Regions from separate parts of the Zea mays genome. Here region 2 is linked to region 1. The links are chromatin contacts, called in public Hi-C maps. All regions are on one chromosome and are shown on one strand. Each heading gives the region's core, a stretch centred on a gene start, on an enhancer-like site or on the middle of the called end of the contact. The rest is flanking DNA. Distances are from core to core; before and after follow the strand shown.

Region 1 (7,272 bases), core at 3,360-5,859:
GTGGAAAAATTTTCACCGATATCTGGGATAATGGTGGCCGAGAAATGGCCGGAGAGATTATTCGAAAAAGTGAAAAGGGCATACACGATGCTAGAGAAGTAGCTGAGGCTGCTGAGAAGAGCGCAGAGCCCGAAGGGCAGTTAGGTATTGACTAATAGTTTTATTGTGTTGTAATTTTTGGTTTTAAGCTCCATTTGCAATTTGTAATAGCAATGCAGCCGTATCCTGTCCTACTTCAGATCCTGCTAAAGCGTCTCCGGGCCTTCAGCCGAAAGGAGACGACGAAATTAAAAAGATGGCCGAAGCTATTATGGACGAAGTCGTCAATCGGCTCCTGAATGAGGCTGCAGAAGTTGTCTTAAGAGAAGATTAAGTATTATTGTAAAAACTTCTGAAATGTGATATATTGTAACATTTTGTAATCCTGACTGTAATATACCTATTTTTATTGTTCAATTCTTTACGATGCATGAAATTTTACACGTACCGCTTTTGAGTCTTTGACGAAAAAACACCTTCCCTTCTTTTCATGCTTCGTGAAGAAGAATTTTTCTTTATCCCAACAATATCCAGTGTTCTGCTGAATAATATCCAAGCTTCGTGAAGATATTTTCCGAAGCTATACTTCCGAAGATCAATAATGTATCTCCTTGTGGCATTATGATTTTTCCCTTTTTTCAAAACATTCTTCTGTAGATCAATATGGTGTCCACTTCTTGTGCCATATGCAACATGATGTATGATGCTTATGCTATGCGAAATGATGCGATGATGTTATGCTATGTGAGGTGATGTTCATTCCGAAGATACATACGCATCCCTACAATAAAACACAATCTTTTATAAGCCTCCCTTAGGAGCTTCTTCGCCTTTTACTTCAGCGGAATCAGCGTTTATTTTTCGCTGTAAGCCTCCCTTAGGAGCTTCTTCGCCTTTTACTTTCAGCGGTATTCGCGTTGACTTTTCGCGCTTCGCCTTTTACTTAGGCGGTATCAGCGTTGACTTTTCGCTGTATGCTCTGCATTCCCTTTGGAACGACTTTGGAGCAGAAAACTTACACTGCGCTCCCTTTGGAACGGCTTTTTGTGACTTCGGCAAACTTACTCTGCGTTCCTTAGAACGACTTTTTGTTGCTTCGAAGAATTTCCGATAATTCGAAGGTCCTCTTTGTTATCACAAATCTTTAAACTTCAACAACTTAAGCCTGTGAAGAAAATATATTTTCCTTGTGGCAAACAACGAAACTGTTTACATGAAATCTAAACAATGTCCTTTATTACACAGAAAATAAGACTGAAAAAGAAAGACTGCTATTAAGGTAGGATATTTGTCAATAGATGTGCTTTGACTCTGGCACAGTGCTGTTGACTGTACGAGCTTCGGACTGCTCTCTGAAGTCCCTTTGGTGTGGAGCATACTGGCTCCCTTCTGGCTGCTGGCCTTGTTGCAGCGGAGGTGGAAGCGGAGGCTGTTGCCAGGAAGCTTGAGGTTGACTTGCCGAAGCAACAGAAACTGCAGGGTGATTGCCCACATATTCTGGGATGTAGGGCGAATGATACGAAGCAGTATGCATGACCTGCTTCGGCTGAGCTTGTTGTGCTGCGGCTTCGGCTATTTCCTTTTGCTTCTGGATGGTAACATGGCACATCCTGGTGGTATGGCCTTTGTTCTCACCGCAAAATAAGCAAAAGATTCTTCTTGGTTGATCTCCAAATCTTCCGCCGAAGCCCCTGGCGCCTCTGCCTCTTGGAGCTGGTGGTCGGAAAGAGCCTTGTTGTTGCCCCGAAGCCTGTGAAGGACACTGTGGCCTTTGCTGTTGGCTCCCTCGATCATCATTTTGGGCAGAGTTATGAATTGATCTAACGTGCCTCGGATAGAACCTTCCTCCGAAGCCCCTGGTCATTTAAGAAAACCGGAAAGCCTCCTCCCTTCTTTGGCGAAAATCATTATCGGCCCGAATGTACTCGTCCATCTTCTGGAGCAGCTTCTCCAAAGTTTGAGGAGGCTTCCTAGCGAAGTACTGAGCTGACGGTCCTGGCCGAAGCCCCTTGATCATGGCCTCAATGACAATTTCATTGGGCACCGTTGGTGCTTGTGCCCTTAAACGCAAGAACCTTCGGACGTACGCCTGAAGGTATTCTTCGTGATCCTGGGTGCACTGGAATAGAGCTTGAGCAGTGATCGCCTTCGTCTGAAACCCTTGGAAGCTAGTTAACAACAAGTCCTTCAGCTTCTGCCATGAAGTGATCGTTCCTGGTAGAAGGGAGGAATACCAGGTTTGAGCGACGCTCCTGACAGCCATAACAAAAGATTTGGCCATGACTGCAGCATTGCCACCATACGAAGATACCGTTGCTTCGTAGCTCATCAAAAACTGCTTCGGGTCTGAGTGGCCATCGAATACGGGAAGCTGAGGCGGCTTGTAGGACGGAGGCCAAGGTGTAGCCTGCAGCTCAGCGGACAGAGGAGAAGCATCATCGAAAACAAAATTCCCATGATGGAAATTGTCATACCAGTCATCTTCGTTGGGGAAACCCTCCTGATGAAGGTCTTGGTGCTGAGGCCTTCGGTGCTGCTCATCCTGAGCAAGATGACGAACTTCTTCAGAGGCTTCGTCTATCTGCCTTTGCAGTTCAGCTAGCCTGGCCATCTTTTCTTTCTTCCTCTGCACCTGTTGATGAAGCATTTCCATGTCTCTGATTTCTTGATCTATTTCGTCCTCTGGTGGTGTCGGGCTGACAGCCTTCCTTTTCTGGCTTCGGGCCTCCCGAAGAGAGACAGTCTCCTGATTGTGGTCCAGCGGTTGAAGAGCTGCAGTACCAGTTGCTGAAACTTTCTTCGGTGCCATAACGTGATCGCCGAAGGTGCTCAGAAAACTCAGAGTGTGGAAGTGAGTTCACCGGAGGTGGGCGCCAATGTTGGGGACTTGTTCTCAAATGCTATGAGTCAAGAACAAGGCAACATAGAAAATGTTAATCGGTAAAGTCCTTCGTCCTTCGAAGCATTATTCCCCTTAGGATATAATGGTTTTCGGACGAAGGTTATGAAGGGCGTACCTTCATAAATTCATTATACAGCGACGAAGGATAAATTGTAGGGAATATAAAGGACAACATAAATAATCATATATTATTATCAAGTATAAACAGAAATGACGTTGAATTACAAATGTACCTCCAACTTGAAGGAGATGAAAGTACAAGCGTGACGCAAAAAGCGAATGCCCAATCAGTGTGAACAGTACGGGAATACTGTTCACCTATTTATAGGCACGGGTCGCAGCCCATGCAAGATTACATTAATGCCCTTTACATTTATCAATAACTCTATAGTAATTCTTCGAGGTCTAATCTGGCTTTTCATCTTTAAGTCGGTTTCACTTTTTGCTGCCACGCCGAAGCTTTCTTGCTCACACCTTCGGCGCTGTATCAACCTTCGTATTATTCTGGTCTGCTGTGATGCCGACTTGAGTCCGAAGGTACCTGTTCACACATTATACTCCAGAAATACTGTTATATCCTGTTTTTGAGGACCTTCGAAAGTCGAAGGCCCCCAACAGACGATCTCATGAAAACGACACGAGGTCTAGAACAGATTCGATGAGATATATATATATTATTGGGTTTCCATAATATTTTTAGTTAATTCCCGAAAAAGAATGATATTCATGTATGACAGGCGAGAAATAATCTAAAGTCTCACAAAAATTATCAGAAACATTCACAAGATAATTTGCTATGTGTCAAGGACCTTTGCACTTATAAACATTATGCAACGGTATGAATGTAACAATCAAAGTTTCTTTAGGATTTAATTTTACTAAGTTAAAAACTTATATACATATATAGTGAAATAACTCTCCACTATTTAGAAAAAATATAGAAAAGAAGAAAAGAAAGAGGATAACATCTGAATTTGGTGGATATTAGAAAATAAATTTTATATCTCAAATTATAGGTGTTACAGAGCTGCTCGTCTTCAGCCTTGATTAGACTTTCTCGTCAGCGCTGCAGACGGCAGCAAGTGGGGCACTGTCCATCAAGCTCGCTGATTTGTGGCGGCGCGAGCAGGGAAAAAAAGAATCAAACGAGTTTTGAGGAAAGAAAGTGAGTTGTTATAATGTGAACTTTATTTTAGGGATAATGGCCTTTAAGGAGATTTTAATTCTTATATATAGGAGATATATTTTTAAAAGCTCTTGGAGCTGCTTAGGAAAAGATAATTAGCCATGTTTGTTTCAGCTTCTGGCAGCTTCTGGCCACCAAAAGCTGTTGCGGACTGCCAAACGGTCAGCTTTTCAGCCAGCTTCTATAAAATTCGTTAGGGCAAAAACCATCCAAAATCAACATAAACACATAATCGGTTGAGTCGTTGTAATAGTAGAAATCTGTCACTTTATAGATCCTGAGCCCTATGAACAACTTTATCTTCCCCCATACGTAATCGTAATGATATTCAGATTCTCCTCACAGCCAGATTCTTCCCACAACCAGATTTTCAGAAAAGCTGATCAGAAAAAATCTGAACCAAACAGGTCGGGCGGCCGCTGGCGAGGGTACAGGGGGCTGGTTCCAGAGATAATTGGGCCGAGGGCGGGCCTGATGGCTGATGACGGCCTGCCAAACGATTCTCTGTTCTGGCTGAAACATCTCCTTCGACCTTCGTTCCCATTTCCTTGCCGACGCGCGTCTCCAAGAAGTAAAACAACAACAGAGCCGAGTACAGTAGTCAGTAGAAGGAGTATCTCGTTTGGATTATGAATTCTGATGGCTTGCTTACTACGAGGCTCGGACTTGACAGAGGAGGCTGGGGTCTTCACGTGTGTTCACTTCTCTCACTCTCACTCTCACCGTGTATGTTTTTTATTTGTATTATTATTATGAGGGTGACTAAATTTTATATGTGAAGCAAGCAAATGAACGATCCTATCCTGTCCTGTAGGTGCAGCCGTGCGGGTGTGTTGGTGTCGATCCGGACGCCAATCACTACGTTAAGAATTGGCGGCGGTGCACTCTGCGTAGGCGCGGACGGTCTACGGCCAGGGGTCGGACGGTCCGCGACCTAACACAGAGGCTGGCGTTTCTTCTTTACGAGTCGGACGGTCCGCACCTGTAGGGCGGGCGGTCCGCGCGTGCGCAGGGGCGGCGAAGTTCACCGGTAGCGCCTGGATCTCACTCCCGGGAGGGACCCCGTCGGGTAAGAGAGGTCCTAGGCTTTGTCTATAGTCGGCAGACCGACCTAGACACCTCTAATCGACGTAGAGCCGAAGAGAAGCGGAGAATTTGGGGATTGAGAGACTAAACTAGAACTAAACTAGAGCTACTCCTAAACATACAAGATAAAATGCGAATTGTATAGATTATAGCTTCGATTGTTGATGATTAATCGATCGTAGTCCATTATGTATATATAGAGGGGTGGTCTGGACCCGTTGCAATCCGTATCTCGAGCTAAATCCGCGGTTTCGCTAACAAATCCACAAGAAACTCGGAACCCTAACTAATTCTGCGCGCGCGGACCGTCCGCACCACCAGTGTGGACCGTCTGGATCGCGGACCGTCCGTTCCCAGGGTCGGACCGTCCAGTTGTCCTATTTTGGCGCCCAATATATACCCCCTGCCTTTTGGCGGAGCTGAGCGAACCAAAAGCAACTAACTCGATGTGATCACACTGGTTTCCTTAGAAATCTTGCCACATACTAGGATGGTACTGCTGGAGGAAACACCCGTTTAACGCCTTGGGCAAGTCTTTGCCTTATAAGGTTTGCAGTAAGTAGGCGTTACCGGACATCACCTGTGTGACCTTGTAAGGGCCTACCCAGCTTGGCGACCACTTCCCAAACTTCTGGTCTTTGCTCCTTAGAGGCAAGACGGTCTTCCATATCAGGTCCCCAACCTGGAACGATTTAGCCTTGACCTTCTTGTTGTAAGCTTTGGCGACTATGGTCTTGTCATTTTCTATTTCTCTTAAGGCTGTCACTCTCTTGTCGGTCACTTCATCAATATTGTCCATCATTGAATCATAATAATCACCGACAGTTAGATTATTTTGCTTGGTGAACCTGACAACATTTAAACTTATCTCTACATGTAATATTGCTTCCTGCCCATAGACAAGCTCGAACGGAAATACTTTTGTAGCACGGTGTTTAGATATTCTATGAGCCCACAAAGCTTCGGACAAAATCTTATGCCAATGCTTAGGATGATCAGATATCTTCTTTTTTATCAGGCTAATCAACGCCCTATTACTAGACTCGGCTTGCCCATTCGCCTGAGCATAATATGGAGATGAATTGAGCAATTTAGTTCTATATAATTTGGCAAACTCAAGTACCTCCTTTGACATAAAAGGAGCCCCTGATCTATAGTCAAAGTCTGGGGAATGCCGAATCTATGAATAATATGCTCAGTTATGAACTCAATTACCTCCATGTGTGTCATATTGTTCAGAGCAACGACTTCAGTCCATTTGGTAAAGTAGTCAGTGGCAACTAACATGAACCGATGCCCTTTTTATAATGAAGGATGAATCTCTCCTATAAAGTCCAATCCCCATCATCTGAAAGGCCAAGGATTAATGATAGGATGTAATTTAGCCGCAAGGAGCAACTGTAAGTCGTCGAATTTCTGACATACTTGGCATCCTTTGTAGTACTTGAAACAATCGGCTATTATGTTAGGCCAATAGAAGTCATATATTCGCAATAACCACTTCATCTTCGTAGTCGATTGATGGGTACCACAAATTCCTTCATGTACTTCGGCCATGGCTAATATAGCATCACTTAGGCCCAAGCACTTAAGCAGGACATCATCGACCGTTCGGCGGTAGAGTTCATCACTCATCAAAACATACTTGAAAGTCGTACGCCGAACATTCCTATCCATCCTAACACTGGGATTTCTTAGGTAATCAACTATGGGCATCCTCCAATCAGTTTCATCGGCTTTGTTATCAGCCGATTTTACTAGGAGGACTTCCCAGGCAACCCTGGACGGTCCGGAGCCCTCACCCGGACAGTCCGCGACCTGGGGAATTGGCCCTACACCGGTGTTGGGGGTCTTCTCCTCCGCCGAAGGTCCTCAAGGCAAGAACACCTTCAGCAAGACAATACAAAGGAAGGTGTGACATGAAGATGTAAGCCGAAGATGATGTGAACAAAAGCCGAAGCTACGGCCGAAAGAGCTTCGGCTTGGTATTGTGATAAAGGCGAAAGACGATACCGACTTAAAGAGGAAAAGACTATATAGTCCTTAATAGTTTGCATTG
Region 2 (7,546 bases), core at 2,612-5,111, 93 kb after region 1:
CATTTTTATATCATTTGGTTTATTCATTTATTTTAGGTAAAATGCCCCACATACAATACTTATTTAAAATACTATATTTTGTGTGTGTGTGTGTAGTTAAGTCTAAAGGCCCATTCACAAATCTATCATTCTCATTTATTTTAATAGAAAGAAAATAATTTCTAGTATGTGGTCTTCAATAAGAAATGTTTTGACTTAAATCCTTTATATAGTACTTATATAGTTCAACAAAGTATAATTTAACTCATATAAGGATATTTTATTTAATCTCTCATTTGGAAAGACATTTACTTACGTCATAGGATGAATTTACCCAAAATAGGATTTTGGGTGCTATAGAATCTAAGGGTCAAAAAGGAAACACACATTGGATCCAATGGTGAATGCTTCTAACTGCCAAACCGACCTCAAACCAACCTGAAGGAGGAGTATGCACCGTTGGATACAAAATCGAGGGACCAAGGAGGCCGGTCGACGTCCTCCCTGGCCGGTCGTCCACGTGGAAGTTGTCTAGCTTGCCACTTCACCCCATTTGAACTAACTTAACCTGTAAACCGACCTTGGGAAGCTACAAATATCCCCAGGCATGGGGATGATATAAATAGCCCATAGGAGCCCATTTGTGAAGAAAATAAGAAATTTGAGAGTAGATATACCTTAGAGAGCTTCCTCTTTTCATTTTAGTAGTATAGGTTAGTTTCTAGGAGCTAGAGTGAGTCTAAGCTTTACCTCAAGTGTTTCGGGTTTTTCTTTGGAGTCGTCGGATATATCTCTTCTGTATCATCGACTATCAAGTGAAATCCAATTATCTTGTGTTCTACTGTGAGTACTACCTCTATTCTAAATATTAAATTGAAGTATTACTTTACTTTGCATATACCTTTTGGTTATTGTTGCGGTACTCTAGGAGCACTTAAACTCAAGGCTTAGGATTGTGTTAGTCTTTGTTTATCAAGTCTCGTCTAGTTTGACGGTGTAATAAGCCACTCCTAGTCCTAGTTGCTTGGCTGAGGCTTCGGTTGACCATTGTCATAATGTGTCATCGTATCTACACAACTATGGTTGGTAGCCCCTTTTAGTGATAGCGAAAGTGTGACATGTGTATCCCAACCCTATCGTCTGGTAGGCTCGTAGGTGATAACTAGCTACCTTTGGTGTTTCACCTATCTCTCTCTAGATTTCGCTCGATGCAAATTCTTTCCTGTATTCGATAAACATATGATTAACCATGAATAATTCTTTGCAACATAGTAAAACTAATAATTTGGTTCTTTACTCCTTGTTGTCCTCCTAGGTAACTTTATCTTGCTACAGACCTTAGGGCCCATATCCGTTTCTTCCTCATACACCTATCCTTTTATAGTATTTACCCTGTCAATGCACTAGTGTGTACCCTTATCAAAATTTACACTTCAATTTAAGTTCGAGTTAGTTAGTTCACCTCTGGCCTGCCGTTTCTTTGTGAAAAATACGATAACTGTGATTCTACCGGTGAAGGACTACAATCAAAAATCAATATCCCGTTCTCGCTCTTAAAAGAGGGCACATGCTAGAGATAGAAGGCATGTGGGGAGAGTGGACACGAGAACATGGATGAGTAGCGAAGGCGGTTTGGGGATTGCGTGGAGCAATTTCATTGAGACAATCACGAGAGGGAAAAAACAATAAATAGAGATTGTTGGATGTTTTTATCTGTATCTGTACTATAGTATAAAATCCAGTTTTCTTTTATATATCATACCCGTTGGATTTCTATCTCGTATGACGTCGTTGATCCGCTCTATCTGTGTGCTGCCGCTGAGAAAATCATGACCGTGATGCAGGCCAGAAACTGATTGTTCGCTAGTCTTTTCTACGTGCTGTTTCACCCGTTCTTTAACTTCAGCTTCAGATCGACCCAACTGGAAAGATGTATAGAAAATTGTACCGTGTATGCTACACACTACTACTAGAGTACAAGAGTAAAGTTTATACTGCTATACTTCCTGTCCTAAAATACAATAGGAACATAGATTTTTATCGAGTTTATATAAAAATGATATCTAATTAGCATCAGTATGAAATGAAGTTTCATAATTTACCTCTCTGATGTGATAAATATCAATGTTATTCTATATCTGTTTGTTTAAATGCTAGATGCTTCCTTTTGTGCATACTTAAACTTCCTACACGAACATTACTTTGTGAAATGGCTAAACTAATTAATAATCTGTCCGCGCTTACAATATTGGAACATATCAGTCGTTTTAGCGCAAAAATAAATAATTGCAACGTCGTTCACATGAACAGAGATTTCGTATCCTTCCTATTACTACAGCATGTCCTTTGTAATTTTAGGTCATTGTCTGGATCACTTTATTTATTTATATATTTAATTAGTTACCACTTAGACCTTTTATAATAACACGACGAAGAATTTAAATATGTATCATAACTAATTATATTGTAAAACAATATTCAAACAAATTTGTTATTATATAGGTATATGTAAACATCTTGTATATAATATTATATAGATATATATAAACATCTTGTATATATAATATTTTTTTATCACATGCGTGCCACACATATATTTTCACTAGTCTCTATAATTAGTACATCAACGATCACAAAAGACTAACAATTTAGAAATTGCGCTAGGTTTTATAAAAAACAATAATATTAAGGTTTTGAAAACTTGAGGTCAGAACTAACCCTCCTATAAAAAAATAGAGAACTTCCGTAACTTGTTTAGATCAATATCAAGCCATACATATTGCACCGTAAATTATGGGGACATATAAGACCACTTTAGAATATGGATTTTTTTTTCTGTTTCATGTATTTTTTTAAAATAAAATTATTCGTATGAAATTTCTATATGATCAGTATTCCAAAAAGCTTAAAACGTTCAAACCAACCGTTAGTAACATCAGCTGGTTTGTTTGCTTTGAATTAAAACGATAATTTAGACTAGACAAAATACTATATATCTATCTCTACTAACTATTAAGAAGCTAACGTAGACCATGCCGTGCTCCCGCCTCCCCTTATCGCGCGTGGCATGCGCCACCTACCCTCCCACTGCATGCAAGCATGCAATTCGCAGCAGCTGCATGCAAGCCGCAGAACACTATGCAAGCACTGACCCACCAACCGCACGTATCTGTACCAGGTGTACGCGCTCTACCGCGCCGGCTTCGCGGGCGTGCCGCTCGATCTCACGACCATCGGTGACCTCTTCGCCGTCAGCCGCTTCATGGTCGCGCACGCCAACAACCTCTCCACCACGACCGTGCCCGCCAACGGGCAGCCGCTGCTCGTGCCGCTCCAGTGCGGCTGCCCCTCCTGGTCCCCCAGCTCGTACGCGCCGATGCAATACCAGATCGGCCCGGGGACATCTACTGGATCATCTCCACCACCAAGCTGCACAACCTCACACAGTACCAAGCCGTGGAGCGCGTGAACCCCACGCTGGTGCCCACCGACCTCGACGTCGGCACCATGGTCACATTTCCCGTCTTCTGTCAGTGCCCGGCCGTCGACGACAACGCCACGACGCTCGTCACCTACGTCATGCAGCCTGGGGACACGTACGCGTCCGTTGCTGCCGCCTTCTCCGTCGCCTATCCACAGTGAAAGACACGATGCGGCGGCCGTCTGTGCATGCACTAAGGCTGAGCGCGCTGCTGCTGCTCCTCTACCTGTGCACGTTTCCTGCCCTGGCGCAGTCGTAAAACACGACCACGGCCACAACCAAATTTATTCAACTAGATGGAGCCGAAAGCTGAAGGTACGACTGATGATAAAACGATATATAATTTATGTATGAATATATGCTTCAGCTAATATAACATAAGACAATTTAAAAATTTAACTATCTACGCATAGTTATTAATGTCTTAACCACGCCCCGAATAAGACCAAATCCCTCCCCGTCCTCTCTCTTCGCCCACCCCCACATTATTCTCTCCCCAAATCTGACCTTCCCTCGTGCGAGGCCTCACCTCTTCCGACGCGACGCGATACGCACCACACGCGGAGACCAAGCCGAGCCCATCTAGGGTTAGCGTCCCACTGCGGCGGCCATGGACGAGGCAGCGACAGCGGCCCTGGCGGCGGCGAGGGGGCGGTGGACGCAGTGGGAGGAGGTGGTGGTGTCCAACGACCGCGGCAGCCGCCTCGTGCACTACTACCTCCGCGGCAACAGCGAGGAGAAGCAGCTGGCGGTGGTTGGGCGGGAGCGGAGCCCGCGTCACATGTCGTACGCCGTGCAGGGGCGGTTCCTCCGCGCGCTCGCGGCTGCCGCCGGGGCGGTCGCCGTCGCGCCGTCGCCATCACGGTCGCCTCTGCCGGCTGCTGGGGCGGACGGCGGCGCTCCGAGGAGGTGGCGGTCCAGACGGGAGGTCGTGGACTGGCTGTCCTCCCTCGTTTCTGGTAAGATTTCTGTGCCGGGGAGTTCGGGACCCGGGTTGTGCTTTCTGGAGTTGGATGTAGATTTGGATGATTCCGAGCTCGGCGCGTTTGGTCCTGTTTTGGCTCGATTTGGTGCTATCTTTTGCTTTCAAATCGCTCCGGTTTTGGTTCGATTGAAGGCGGTTCATGTTCTGCTCCGCTTCTCTGCGTGAGTGCGTGTTTGGATTCGTTTTGCGCCGTGAAACATGAGAGCTTTTGGGATTTACAAATTTTTTCGGTTGATTTGCGTGCTCCATGTCTGGAATTCCTTGGCGGACCGTCGGTTGATTTGTTAATACGGCGACAAAGGATTTCTTCCAGTATATTTGCGTGCTCCGTCAAATATGCAAGAAGATGTGCTCCATGTCTGGATTTGGGCTCCGGCGCGCGTCTCGATCATTTCCCGCTGCAGTCCACGGTTTCTTGCATATTTGATGTCAGGGAGGATGATCTCTGTTTATACAATCTTGACGCGCTCAGCGAATCTGCTGTTCTATGGACGCGATATCTCTACGGAATCCTAGGGTTGTGATTAGGTTTAGTTTAAAGTATGCGGATGCTTTGCTTTCATTTCCTGCTGTGCCTAGCCTGATTTGGGCAAGGGAAACCGTAATCGCTGTTTGGGGATTCTGTAACGGGGGAAGGCTGGAGACACCGATGCTTTGCTTGTCTAACCTTATTTGGCCAGAAGAGGCACCGTGTCTAGGAGCTAGCCATATGTGGCAAGAAGATGTCTTTGCTTCCTCGTATTTTCCATTTGGCTGTTGGAGGGAGCCGCGGCTGCGAAACATTACTTCCATTTCCTGCCGTGTCTAGCCTGTTTGGCAAGAAAAACCGTCTTAATCGTATCGTTTTTTTTTCCATTTTGCGGTTAGACCATTAGAGGATTCCTGCACTATGTCCTTTTGTTTAACTAAATTTGTTCGGCAATTGAGTTAGTGCATTTCGCCTCTCTTTCTAATGTTCAGGAAGACTGCTTCTTGATAGACCAAGATCTATGCCTCTTAGCTGTTGGGATTTCCATGTGTTCCGTTAGCTGTTCATTGGCTGAGTTTCTGTTTAGTAAAATTGGTTTTGGGTTGCTTTATTGTTCTTCTAGGAATGACTATGATCTCGCCCGGCTTGTTCAGTAATAATTTGGTTGCCAGCAAAACTCACGCCTTCTCCTTTTCCATAGGAATATGGAGAATACAGGTGTGCCCCAGTGGAAGCAGCTGCTGGCTTCCTTTGGGCCAATTGCATAACCTTGGCATTTGGGAATAGAGATAAGCGAAGCAGCAGCATGAATGTATGCTCCATCAGGTGCTGTTTTGACCTTCCCGTGTTATGGTCTCCCCTGATGCCTCTATGGAGCGGATCCACAAGTCCATATAGTGTGTACTTTGACTGTATACTGAATATTCATGCAAAAGAAAGCCTTGGTTTCTTTGAAAAGCAATAAATTCTAGCACAAATGAATCAACATATTCTAGTGAAAATCATTTGTCTGGCTTTGTGCTGAGAGCTTTAACGATGAAGTGGGAAATCTTTCCGATATTTGGATATGTAAAATAGGATCATATTATACCCAAATTGTGGGACGTTATTCTCAAGTAAATGTGATTTCCAACTTGTTTGCTGTTTGTAGTGGTGATTTGTGATTCTCATCATTCCTTCTCGTTCTGTTCTGTTTTTTTTGTTCTTTGTTTTGTTTGCTGTGTTGCTTTGCTTTTGCCTAGGTGCAGAATTGTCTACTTCATTCCATGCTATGGTTTCCATTAAAGTTTCATTGGCAATTTTCTTACTGTGAATGCTTCATTTGCAGGTCATAATTATGGTTCCTCCTCAATGGCAACTAGGTGCAGTAGGGATTCATATGATGACAGTGTTAACAACTGCACACAAGTTACTGCTTCGAAGGTACAGAAGTGTTTTGCTATGTCATCTTGCATTTCTTATGTCTTGGAAGCACCATCGAATCATCGATAATTCACCTTCTCTAATGCATTTTCTATTACGCCTGTTCAGGATGTTTCTTCTAGGGAACCTTCAAATGTCTTCACATGGTTAGGAGCTCCATGTTATTGCCCACAACGTTTGAAGCACTACAAATCTTTCTGCCGTAGAGGAATTACTATCTCGGTATGCCCACTCGCTGTCTCTGGCTACTTTTATATTGTCTTTTTAGCTATGTGCAGTGTGCATCTCTACTCGTTGCTCTTTGTCAATCAAATATAACACTTACATTTCAAACACCATACCTAGGCAGACATGAAACTGAGCTGCCATAAAAAATGTCACACAGTCCTGAATATTACTTGGACAATTTCAAAAGATAGAACTGTTTTTTTTTGAAGATAGGCTTCTTTTACTCGACATTTTTTTCTTCATATTCTTACTTTGAGATGATATTAAGGAACCTTTTGGCTTCATAGAAATACAAAATTAAAAGTAGATGTGCCAATATTCTTAGTTTCGTGTAGTAAAGTTTTGAAGGTTGAACTTTAGCTGATGCATTCCTGCTATACTTGTAGGTGCATAGTTTTGTATTCATCATGAGTGAAGAGATGAAGAGACTTATTGCTTATGTGGAAGATCTCTACGAGGATACAAACTCATGCAACATGGTCAAGGTACAATGGTTCGACAAAGTTGATGAGGTTGGTGTTCCCTTGCCCATGGATTTCGATGACAGGGAGATCTTCTTCTCTCTGGGTCGTCAAGATCTCAATGTAGAATGCATTGATGGATTGGCTGCAGTCCTGAGTGTCCAGCACTACGAGAAGTTCAAGGGTGATACCAGATACAACTTGTGGCAACCTTATTTTTGCTGTCGGCAGATTGATAATGGTGACATCAAACCTTTTGATGTCACACAGCTGCAAGGCTACTGGAGCCAGGAAGTACTTAGGACCATGTTCAATGCAACTTCCTCTCTGAAGGTGCGTTTCAAGGTCCCTAAATCCAGACCCAGTTCAGATGGAGGGCTGAAGAGGAAGCGTGATGCATTCAACGATGATGCTAATCCACAGAAGTTCATTTCTTCTGGTGCTTCTACTTCTAGGTTTTATGGTGAGAACATCCAACAATTGTGTCCTGGTTGCCATGTGGAAGTACTCTCTCAAGATAG

The links. Hi-C and Micro-C count contacts between places; a contact is called where the count stands out from the background.
Region 2: a Hi-C map of leaf shows a contact between it and region 1, with 4 times the contacts expected there. The contact joins the promoter of LOC103653462 here to the enhancer-like site in region 1. A contact is called at or near these places in 2 of 25 Hi-C or Micro-C datasets (leaf and tassel) and 1 of 3 datasets of contacts at active chromatin or transcription factors (leaf).

What each region holds. Positions count from the first base shown.
Region 1 is chr4:85,045,397-85,052,668 of Zm-B73-REFERENCE-NAM-5.0, forward strand. No RefSeq gene overlaps it. Among protein-coding and RNA genes, the nearest start is that of LOC100273073, 54 kb to the left of the region's middle. Within about 2 kb of position 4,610, at least 9 of the 20 cell types and tissues checked have an H3K27ac peak or open chromatin away from gene starts, as enhancers often do. A contact at or near this core is called in leaf and tassel, where this site is marked.
Region 2 is chr4:85,139,437-85,146,982 of Zm-B73-REFERENCE-NAM-5.0, forward strand. It overlaps LOC103653462 (agenet domain-containing protein / bromo-adjacent homology (BAH) domain-containing protein), which reads left to right and starts at 3,862. Exons shown (of 6, transcript XM_008680358.3): 1 at 3,862-4,419; 2 at 6,242-6,336; 3 at 6,445-6,558; 4 at 6,951-7,546. The coding sequence starts at 4,071.